2 separate regions of the Ovis aries genome follow, and region 2 is linked to region 1. Evidence: chromatin contacts called from public Hi-C data. All regions are on one chromosome and are shown on one strand. Each heading gives the region's core, a stretch centred on a gene start, on an enhancer-like site or on the middle of the called end of the contact. The rest is flanking DNA. Distances are from core to core; before and after follow the strand shown. Region 1 overlaps DPF3 (double PHD fingers 3). Region 2 holds the start of DPF3 (double PHD fingers 3).

Region 1 (5,119 bases), core at 52-2,551:
GAGCTGCTGAGGTCCTCCTGGTCTGGATGGAAGGTGGGGGCGTGGTGGAGAAAGCGGTGGTGGCAAAGGCCAGGCTGGGTCACCACCTGCTGCCCTGGGAGTGGAGGACTGCCAGGCGCTGCCTCTAGAGGCATCAGGCCCAGGAGGCCCTCCCTGACCTGGTCCCCAAGCCCAGCTGGGCAGCAGCTGGGACCCCAAGAAAGCGGGCACCTGGCTGGTCCTCCCCACTGCCCAGCAAGCTGGATGGGGTTCCTCTTCCTCCTGTTGTCTGCTTCCCCTTTTGAGAATCTTACTCCCATCCCCAAAAGGATGCTTTTGGTTTCCCAGTTAGCCCAGTTTCCCCTGGACACCAGGTGGGTCGGGAAGAGGGTGGAAGCACAGATGCTTTCGTTTGCCTCAGGCCTTCAGGTCTTCCCACCCAGCCCCATGGCTCTGCGGGTTCCTTAGGTCTAACTGGTCAGTGGTCAGAGGCGGGGCTCTGCAGCTATCAGGGGGGTTATGACACCCCGCTTCCCCCCTCCCCCAGTTCCTGAACATTCCCAGAGCTTGGGGATCTGATCTCAATTCTCCACGGCCACCAGCCCCTGGTGTAGAAAGAGCAGAGCAGGTGGGTTAGTTCAGGGCCTTCCAGGGAGCTCGAGGGGGCTTTGACTGTGGGGAGCTGGGTCCTTTCTAGGGAGGCGGGACAGCTGAGGTAATTGTTCTGGGAGGGAGGCCAAAGGGACAGGAAGCTGTCCTTGGGTGCCGCCTGCCCGGGTGCCCTGGCTGCGGGAGCAGGGCTGGCCGGCTTTTGAGCATCTCAGCAGCTGCTCAGGGCAGGGCGTGGCTGCAGGGCGCCCTCCCCAGGCTGCTGGGAGGAGAGGCCACAGGAAGCACCTCCAGGAAACTGTCAGGGGGAGGGTCGTGGTTTCCCAGAAGGAACAGAGGCCCCCTGTGTGCAGGGAAAGCTTCGGAAGGGGGCGGGATCCCAGAGGAGGCACCCTCTGGGCTCTCAGGGGGCCCTGCCCGTGTCCCCTCAGATGGCTGAGACCTGAGGTAACTCCCCAGGGTCCTGGGTGGGAGGCTTTGGGGGGGCTCAGAACGGGGGTCAGAGGGCCCAGGAACACCCTTGGTCATGGCCTCTGTTCCCAACTGCCTCCCTCTCTTCACCCCAGTGCTTTGAAAGAGAGGCATTGCAGGCCTTCCCCCTCTTTGGCCCCACCAAGAGAAGGAAGCATTTGTGCTGATGGTGACATTTCCCAGGCAGGCCAGAGGAAGGCAGGGACCGGGACTGGCCGGCAGCCAGAACCCTCTTCGGCAGAGATATAATGACTAATCATGACCTCTAGCCCAGGCAGCGAGCAAAGCAGCCATTCAGGACGGCACCAACCCAGTATGGCAAAAAAAAAAAAAAAAAAAAAAAAATGCTGCTGTGGTGGGGAAGAGAGAGGGTAAGCAGTCACTATAGGAAATGGGGGGGGGTGAGCCCCCAAGATCTCTGTTCTCCCTCAACAACACCCCCCAAGTCTCCAGGTTGTATTCATATAGATTGCATCCTGTTTGCTTGACTCTCTGCATCTCTATAATTCCTATCAATGTTATTAGTGTGGATGGTGAGAACACAGATGCATACACACACACACACACACACACACACACGCACACCTGTGGCTTAGGGAACCAAAGCAAACCTTTGTGTTGCTCCAGAATGAGAAGGAGAACCTGCTGGTAACCAGAAGCCACCAGACCAGATGCTTTCTTTCCCTGAGTTTCCTGCCAGGCCAGCTCCCCCAGCTTCCAGCCCCTGCACGACCACAGGGAGCTGGAAAGGAATCCTTGTGCTTGGAAAGTCATTGGCCGTGAGGATTCTCTCATCCCTCTCCTCTGCTTCCTTGGGGGAGATGTTTGGCAATAGTTGGGGATCTGGAAAAAAGTCTTGATTCTGCTTTCTGTTGAAGGGATGCAAAGATTTTCTGGGTAGCACTGGGGTTGTGGTTTTGTTGACTTTGCCCTTTTATGATCATTCCCCACCACGACATGGGTTCTCCTCTTACTTAGTGAGCCTTCTCCCTTCCCGCACCTTCCCTCCCTTCCCTCCTGCCAGGCTGGATGCTGCAGGATGGGGTGGTAGTGGAAAGAAACAGTAGCACAAAAGAAAAGGAAAACACTTTCTCCCTGCACGTTTTCACCATGTAGTTGAAGGCCTAAATTAGGTACTGGAGGAAAAATAAGGGAAAACACAGACATGTGAATGAGAGCATGAAAACATAGAACAGTCATCCCCGAGCAGAGGGGGTGGGGGCAGGTGGCTGGAGAGAGGCGGGGTAGGGAGGCAGGGTCCTGGCTCATCGATGCATCCGGCCCATGTGGCATTTGGGAAGGCAGAGTCACGCTTTGGCAAGAGATGCTCAGATGCTTGGGGGGCACTCGTGCCCTGGACCAGGGAAGAGTATGTGTCGATCCTCGTGCTCACCTTTGCCCACTCTGGGCATCTTTCCTCCAGAGGAGCATGAACACATTTCCTGCCTGCCATGAAGGACTGCTGGGCAGGCTGGTACGGGCCAAAACACTTGGTGGGGTGTGTACTGCAGGCCTGGCATTGTGCCAGATACCGCAGGGTCTGGAGGAATAAAGTACATCCTGGCCCAAACTGTCAGTTGCTTTTCAGCCTTAAAATTCCACTCCCTCAAGGCACCCTGATCACATGTCAGGTGGCGTGCCATCAGAGGAGGTATGCGTGTGTTTGGGTCTCTCTGTTTAGGACACATGTTGGTCAGTAGAAGATGAGCAGGCCTAGGCGTCCTGTTATTCTCACCCTCTGGGGCTGGGGGAAAGGAGTGCAGTTGACATCAGCCTGGTTGCTTTTAAGTCTCCCAAGCACTGGCTGCCCTGGGAAGACGAGCGTCCTTAACAGGAACGGGAGTGAGATGATGTGTCACCAGCTAGAGGGGCTCAGAGCCTGGGCCTCCAGAAGTTGCCTTTGGGCCACTGGGTGATGGGCAGGCAGGTGCAACTGGCAGGGCCTGATCAGAGGTCAAAACGGACCCTCACAATGGCCTTGTCCAGTCCCCACTGGAGGAAGCAGAGATGAAGAGTGGTGGGATGCAAGCGTCATGCATGGGTTGGGTGGACTCCCACGGAGACCCCAGCCAGGCTGTTCCAGCTGCACAGCGTTTCTGGCTTGCAGGTGGTGGGGAGGGCATGTCAAAGGTGTTTTCAGTAAACCTTCTCTGTCCTCCTTTGGCCAAGTGCTCGTCAGATCTGAGCTTCATGCTCCACTAGATTCCCACTGTCTGACAGCATCAGCAATTGGCTATTTGCTCCAGCTCAACCTTCCTCTACACATGTCACAGACAGATTCCAGGTTCTAGCTATTCCCTGAAGAAGCTGCCCCAAACTGGCTTTAAGGCTGAGCACCTGGACTAAGGGGAAAGCTCGTATCTGCCCCTGTGTTGGTGTCAGCTCAGAGTTGGCCTAAAGCAACCTTCACTTCCTCTGCTGGGCAGGTTCTGGGAAATGCTCTTCCCTGGACAGCACTGGCTCCCAGAAGGTGGTTTTGGTGATCTCTGTGGAGAGTCAGGGACACAAGGCTTTCATGATGCTTGGCTGGGGGTCTGGTTTTAAAGGGCTTGAGAACCCGAAGTGCATTCTGGGGTTTGATCTACCCATCCGTTTGAAAGCCTTTGGGCAAGGCTCTTCCGACTGACCCAGTTTCAGCAGTCTCTTGTGCCGGCAGGAGGAGAGAGAGGAAGGCCATCTGACTTGGATCCCATCCAGGCCAGACCGGCAGCACCTCCCCCAGGCAACCAGCCTCAGACTCTGAGCCCACAACCCACCTTCTCCCCTACCCCCAGCTCCATGAAAGGTGGACGCTGCTGGCCCAGTGGGCTGAGCCCTGAGATGGTCTTCCCTCCTCTTCTACTCAAGTCTACTCAGGCTGAGAATACAGTCTGCTCAGACCCCTTCCCAGCCTGAGGGTGACCCGCTGGACCAACTAGGAAGTGGAGATCTGGGGGAGGGACTGTCCCATCCACATCACACAGTCCACTGGATCAAGTCACAACAAGTCCTCAGTTGGGTCTGCATCTCCCTTTCCAAATGTGTTTAGACCGAGGGCAGTTTTAAAGCCCAGTTTTGATGACATTCCCCTTTGAGAGCCAAGAAACGGAACATCTCTGCCAGGAAACTGAGATAAATTGATTTTCTTCTAGCTGCCTGAAGTCCCACTGTGTTTCTCCTCAGAGAGAGGCTGATTGTGGCAGCTTTGATGTCTTCCTGGGATTCCTCTGGATGAGCTGTGGCCCCAGGGATAGGAAGGCTGAAAGGGGTCCCACAGGAGGGGATGCTGGACCCAGCGTCGTGGGAGGAGACTCAGGCCTGTGCTGGCTCTGGTTAAGAAGAGAGCCTGAGGAGCCTGGAAAGGGGTTCCTTGAGCTTTCGCACTGCCTGACCCAGCTGGTGAAGAGACCTTGGTGCCTCACAGCTTCAGGAATTTACCATCCTCAGATTGCTTTGCGCTGTGGTTGGAAAGGTGGCCCCTGGAGATGTTCCAATGATCTCCAATTGCCAAGGGTGCATTTGTACCTCTAGATCCACAGATAAGAGGCAAACTGGGTGTCGCTTCTTCGGGTGTGGTCACAAGAGAGGAGGCCATTTTCACAGTGTGTGCCCATCATTCCAAAATGCCTTCTAGTCTCTTCTACCTGCATCTCTTGCATCTCCTGAGTTGGTAGGTGGGTTCTTTACCTCTAGAGCCATCTGGGAAGCCTTTCTCTTCTACTCGCCCTGCCTCAACTCTTCGCAAAACTCTTAGTCATAAATGAATGGCCAAGATAGTTGACCTCCAGCAACAGAAATGCCTGCTAACAAAGGTCTTCCTTTTATGCTCCCTTGAACTCCCTCCTCACTGGACCTTGGGATCCAACATCCATTACCTCCTGCTGACGGGAGGACTTAGAGTTGTCCAGCCCTGAGCCACTTGAGTATCTCAGACAATGTCCAGGATTGAGGTAGACACAGCTTTCATGAGGTTAGAGAGAAGGGCTCCAGACTGAGGAAGTTGCAGTGGCCTGAGGAGATGTCCGTTGGCTCCTCTAAAAAGCCACCACAGCAACAGACAGACAAGAGCCCCCGCTCTCCC
Region 2 (5,052 bases), core at 2,170-4,669, 280 kb before region 1:
CACCTAACCCACTAAATCATGCTGAAAGCTTTGGGGAGTGGTGGAGTATATTCAAATATATGACTATCTATAGAGCCTTAGACATGGGATTTTAAAAGTATCTTGATATTACAGTCAGGAAGAGGGCATTTAGGGGATTTAAGTAATTATATGACCCTTAATTAGTCCTATTTACTATTTCATTCTCATCAAAGTTGTTCTTTGCTTATTTTTCTTGAATTAATGAGTTAAAAAAAACTAAACTTGATGGACACTCACTTTCTGATATGTCTTTTTATTTGGTTCCCCTTCATTCCTTATGCCATCAGGAAAGAATTAAATACCTACATAAATAATAATAATCAGCCTTAATCGAGAGCTTGCTATGTGCCAGACACATAACATGCGTTACTTCATTCAAGTAGGTTCTATTATTACTGCCATTTATCAGATGAGGAGACTGAGACATTCAAGTTCCTAAATAAATTTGCTCAAGATGACCCAGCTTGCAAATGGTGACCTCAAGCAGGTAAATTCTAGGGCCCAAGTTTCTAAATCATATACAGCACTGCCTTGCAAAATTAAAGTAAAATTTAACATTCTTCCCAAATTTTTAGGGTTATGGTCTTGTTTAAACCTGTCTGCTCTAAGTTCTTTTGCTTTTGAGCATTCTGGCAAAAAATATGTGTTTTTTTTGTGGGGTGAGAGCAGTACATTTTAAGTCCTATTTGAACAATTTAGCCTCATTGCAGGTGGGTCAGACTATCTGCAAATTGACAGAACTTGCCTTATTGTAGAAAAAAATCTTGATCTATGACATAAAAACCAAAGCTAAATTAATAATAACTCTTATATGTCTTATAATTGATAAAAGGTGAATTCACAACAATTCTGCTTACTTAAAAGTCATATCTATGTTGACAGAGTTAAAATGGCATTCCATTAAATTATAAAAGGCAAGGCTATGCTACTTAAGAAACCAAAATCCTGTTCTTAATTCATATTTTTTAATTCAATTATTATAAAATATAACATAAATGCTTAAATTCTGGGTTAGTTCCTCACAGTGGAGACAGATCTAGTCTGCCATTTTCAGATGTACTGGATATTTAGGAATTATGCTTGTTTCTGCATCTTGGTCTTAACTCAATAAATGACTATACATGCTTAGAGTATGTAATATAAATATATTTTCCCTCTCCTATTGTAAGCCTTGTTCAGGGCAGGCACTACCTTTTCTGATTATTTATCAAGTGCATATATTAAAACATGCTTTGCTTTCCAATCTGAATTGCTATGCTTTTTTAAAAAAATTTTAATCAGAGGATAATTGCTTTACAATGTGCTGGTTTCTGCTGTACAACAACATGAATCAGCTATAAGTATATTTATATCCCCTCCTTCTTAAGCCTCCCTCCCACCCCCTACAGCCCACCCGTCTAGATCATCCTAGAACACTGAACTGAGTTCCCTGTGCTGTGCTTTTGATATCTCAAGGAGGCTTTGGGAGTTCTGACTGATAGTTCAAACTCATACTTCTTGGGCTTTTTAATGTTGTCAAGGCCCATCACAGGCAAAGTATTAGCTTTTGAACCAATCCCTTGACAAATTAATAAAGGACCAGACTTTTCAAATTTTAATTTTAGAAAAGGGGAATAACTTTTCAAATTGTAAGATGCTGTGCAAGAAGTTACACAGGGAGTTTGGGATTAGCAGATGTATGATGCAGATGTAAACTATTATACACAGAATGGATAAACAACAAGGTCCTACTGTATAGCATAGACAACTATATTCAATATCCTATGATAAACCATAATGGAAAAGGATATTAAAAAAATGCGTATGTATAACTGAACCACTTTGCCGTGCAGCAGCAATGAACACAACACTGTAAATCAACTGTACTTCAAAAAAAAAAAGTTACACAGCAATCTATAGAACTTGACTCTGCTATTAACTTGGCAGAAAGAAGGGGTTAAAAATGTCAAGCCTTACAAACATATTGATTCAGTCCTCTTCTGTTTATCTGTAACTTTAATAGTGTGTGGAATTGAACTCTGAAAATTCTGGAACATAAAACAATTTTTATTTATTGTATCCATTGCTTTGAGAGCAGCTTTGAGAAAGGAAGTGAGAGGGCACAGTTTTGAAAACCTGGCAATTTGGCATCTCCTCTCCCCTTTTTTCACCCCTCCCCCACTATTTTAGCTATTTGACCCGATTAAACAACTTTGGGACGGGAGCCAGATTTCTGTATGCTAACGAGGCCGCTATTCATGCTTTAGTGCGATTTCATCCCCCCAGAGCTTCCAGGCTGCCCAGTGGAAGCTTGGCTTCGCAGAAGTCTTCTGATTTTGTCGGGGGTTCACCAGTGAGTAGTTCGCACTGGCTTGAAGCAGACAGAGACTCTCTGAACGCCTCGGGTCACATCGGATTATTCATTAGCAAAGTCTTTTCACCTTCTATCTAATCAGCTTAAGGTGACTCCAGAATCGGGTGTGCTACTCCCCGAAAGAGACCCTGGCAACATCCAGCCTAGGTTCCACAACTTTTGGCTGGTTACTCGCTTTCCTGGGAGCAAAAAGTTTGCAAAGTTCCTTTAAATCTCCTCTTCCCTAAGCCTAAAGGTCAAGGTGCCAGGGCCCAGTTAGCTCCCAAGTCAGCTGGAATCTGACCATTTCAGAAGTTTCTGGTGTGTGTGAGAAGAGAAGAGGGGGTAGTCGGGATCCGTCAGAGTGACCACCTCGCATTACGTAACGAAAGCCCAGGGAGCGAGCTTGACATCAAGACATTCCAGGGGGAGGGGAGCTGCTGTCCTGGAGTCTCCAGGAACGGCGGCGGCATTTCAAGAAGCCAAGAAGGGAAGGTGCCCGAGATAAAGACAACACTTCGGGAAGGAGAATATAAAACAGCCGCAAGACTCAGAGGATTAGCAAACGACAGGACACGTGTTAGACGAAACGGCAGCCTTTCAACTTTTGCATGGGAACAAGGGGATTTGCCGTTTGGGGGATTTAGGAACGTAACAGCAAAGCCAAAAGCTAATGAATGGAGTTCAGCGGTTTGTTGGCAATACTTAAATGTTTCTATCCAGTACTTAAATATTTTCGTCCAGGAGCGCAACTCTCTGCAGTTATTTAGAAAGTAGGGATTCAAATCAAACTAAGATACTTCTCCGTGCGTCTCCACTTTCCCCAATCCGAAAAGGAGCTGCTCGCGCGGTACTGCCCCTTTAAGACCTGCTTGCTCTCGGGCTCTACAAAAGGGAGTGACCTCTGGGCTTTGACAGCTCCCCTAATAACTACCACCGTGCAGGCTCCACCCACTTGGCGACCAGCCGCGCCGATTGGCCGGCGGGCCGGTATCCCGTACTCTGATTGGCTCTCCGCTTCCCCTGAGCGAACCTTTAGAACTCTGAGACAGACAATATTCTGTTACATTGTAGCAAAATGGCGACTGTCATTCACAACCCCCTGAAAGCGTAAGTAAGACTAAAAAATGTACATATTCCGCGTGGTTTCAATATGAAAAAAAAGGCGCCTTCTGCGTGCGGAGCGCTGCCAATGCACAGCGCTTACAGGCACCTACAGCCGTGGCGGGGCTTCTCTCTTTTCTTTCAGCTCTTACTTCTTCATCTTTTTTTTTTTTTTTTCCTAAACCCCAGCGCGCAGAAATGTCAGGAGATGCAATTAACAAGGAGAAAATTGTTACATTTGTGTTCTTTTAAATTGGCGGACCGAGAAGAGAGGGGTTGTCGGTAGGGGAGCCAGGCGCTCGCGAGCTCTACAGCTAGGGGATCGTGGGCAGCTCGGGGACAGCACGGTCCCCTGAGTCTCCCCGGCTTCGCGGGGCGGGGAGCGCGGCGCGCGGCGCGGGGGTGGCGGGGCCGGCCCTGCTGGGGGCTAGCGCTGGACTCTGGGGCCGCCTTGGGCGCACTTGGCTGAGCCCCGCGCCTCCGGAGCCCGCGGCCCCCCGCCCGGCTGCTAGGTCCTCCGGGGCGACCGGACCGCGGCAGCTCTGGAGTTTGCAGGGCGCTCTCTGCCTTCCGATCGCTTGCGGGGAGTTTGTGCAAACCTTCCGGAGTTGGGAGCACCGCAGGGGGGAGCAGCGGGTCCCGGGAGCCCTGGGGCCCAGGTGGTTGCCCGGGGCTTTCCTGCCGGGGCAGCCCCCGGGAACGTGACGGCGCTTCGGGCGGTCGCCGGTGTGTCTACGGGTGTGTTTGTCCGGGAATGGGCTGTAGTAAATGAACGACTCGGGTTAACTTGGGGTTGATTTGGAGACAGGGAAGAGCTGCAGGTCTCATAAATGGTGTTATCGGCTCCTGCGGGTAAATAGCCAAGGCGAGCGAGAGGCAGCTTACTGGGGAGCTCGCCGCCCGAGCCGGCAGCGTCTGCTCACGGCCAGAGCGAGGGGCAGGTGCCTCTGGCCGCCGCCGGGAGACTTTGAGCGGACGCCCAGATCCGGGACGGAGGGGGGCGGGCTGGGCGAGGACACGCAGGGGCCAGCCCCGGGTCCCACAGCCAATTCCTGCCCGCCTTCCTCCCCCACTCCTTTTTATCCTGGCTTCCTTCCTTCCTTCCTTCCAGTCGGTGGAACTGTTAAGCCGCCAAGTCCGCTCGCGATCGCGGAGCCGGGGGTGGTTCGGAAACTAGCATCGCTCTAACAGGGGTGCTACTGGCAGTGATGTTGGCAGAGGGGCGCTCCCTCGGATCGCGGCGCGACGTGGGTGGGTGGCTGGGTGGGGGGTTTGTGCGCCTGGGATTAGGACTTCGCAGCTGGGCTGGAAGCCGCGGGCGAGAGGAGAGAGGGAGGTGCGGGTGTGTGTGTCGGGGGCGGGGGGGGGGCGTTTCGTGCCGGATTCTCTACGGTGCGTGGCTGATGCCCACTCTGGTTCTTTCAACTCAGCGCCTCCGCGTCCGCACCCGCGGCTCCCCTAGGAGTTGAAAGCCAGGTTCGCACGCGGGGTGGGAGGAGGGCAGCGGGGGTGGGGGGGGGGGGTGGGTCTTAACGCCAAGGAAAGCGCCGAGAAAATGGGAAGTGTTTGCACCAGCTATTTCCTATCGGTAATAG

Evidence for each region. A called contact is a pair of places that touch in the nucleus more often than the background predicts.
Region 2: a Hi-C map of hypothalamus shows a contact between it and region 1, with 2.5 times the contacts expected there. The contact joins the promoter of DPF3 here to the enhancer-like site in region 1. A contact is called at or near these places in 4 of 16 Hi-C or Micro-C datasets (hypothalamus, muscle, omental adipose tissue and 1 more).

Annotation. Positions count from the first base shown.
Region 1 is chr7:82,202,928-82,208,046 of ARS-UI_Ramb_v3.0, reverse strand. DPF3 (double PHD fingers 3) reads left to right here. Exons shown (of 11, transcript XM_012181974.4): 11 at 1-5,119. Among named protein-coding and RNA genes, the nearest start is that of DPF3, 290 kb to the left of the region's middle. Within about 2 kb of position 1,301, at least 18 of the 54 cell types and tissues checked have an H3K27ac peak or open chromatin away from gene starts, as enhancers often do. A contact at or near this core is called in hypothalamus and muscle, where this site is marked.
Region 2 is chr7:82,489,014-82,494,065 of ARS-UI_Ramb_v3.0, reverse strand. DPF3 (double PHD fingers 3) reads left to right here and starts at 3,419. Exons shown (of 11, transcript XM_012181974.4): 1 at 3,419-3,463. The coding sequence starts at 3,432.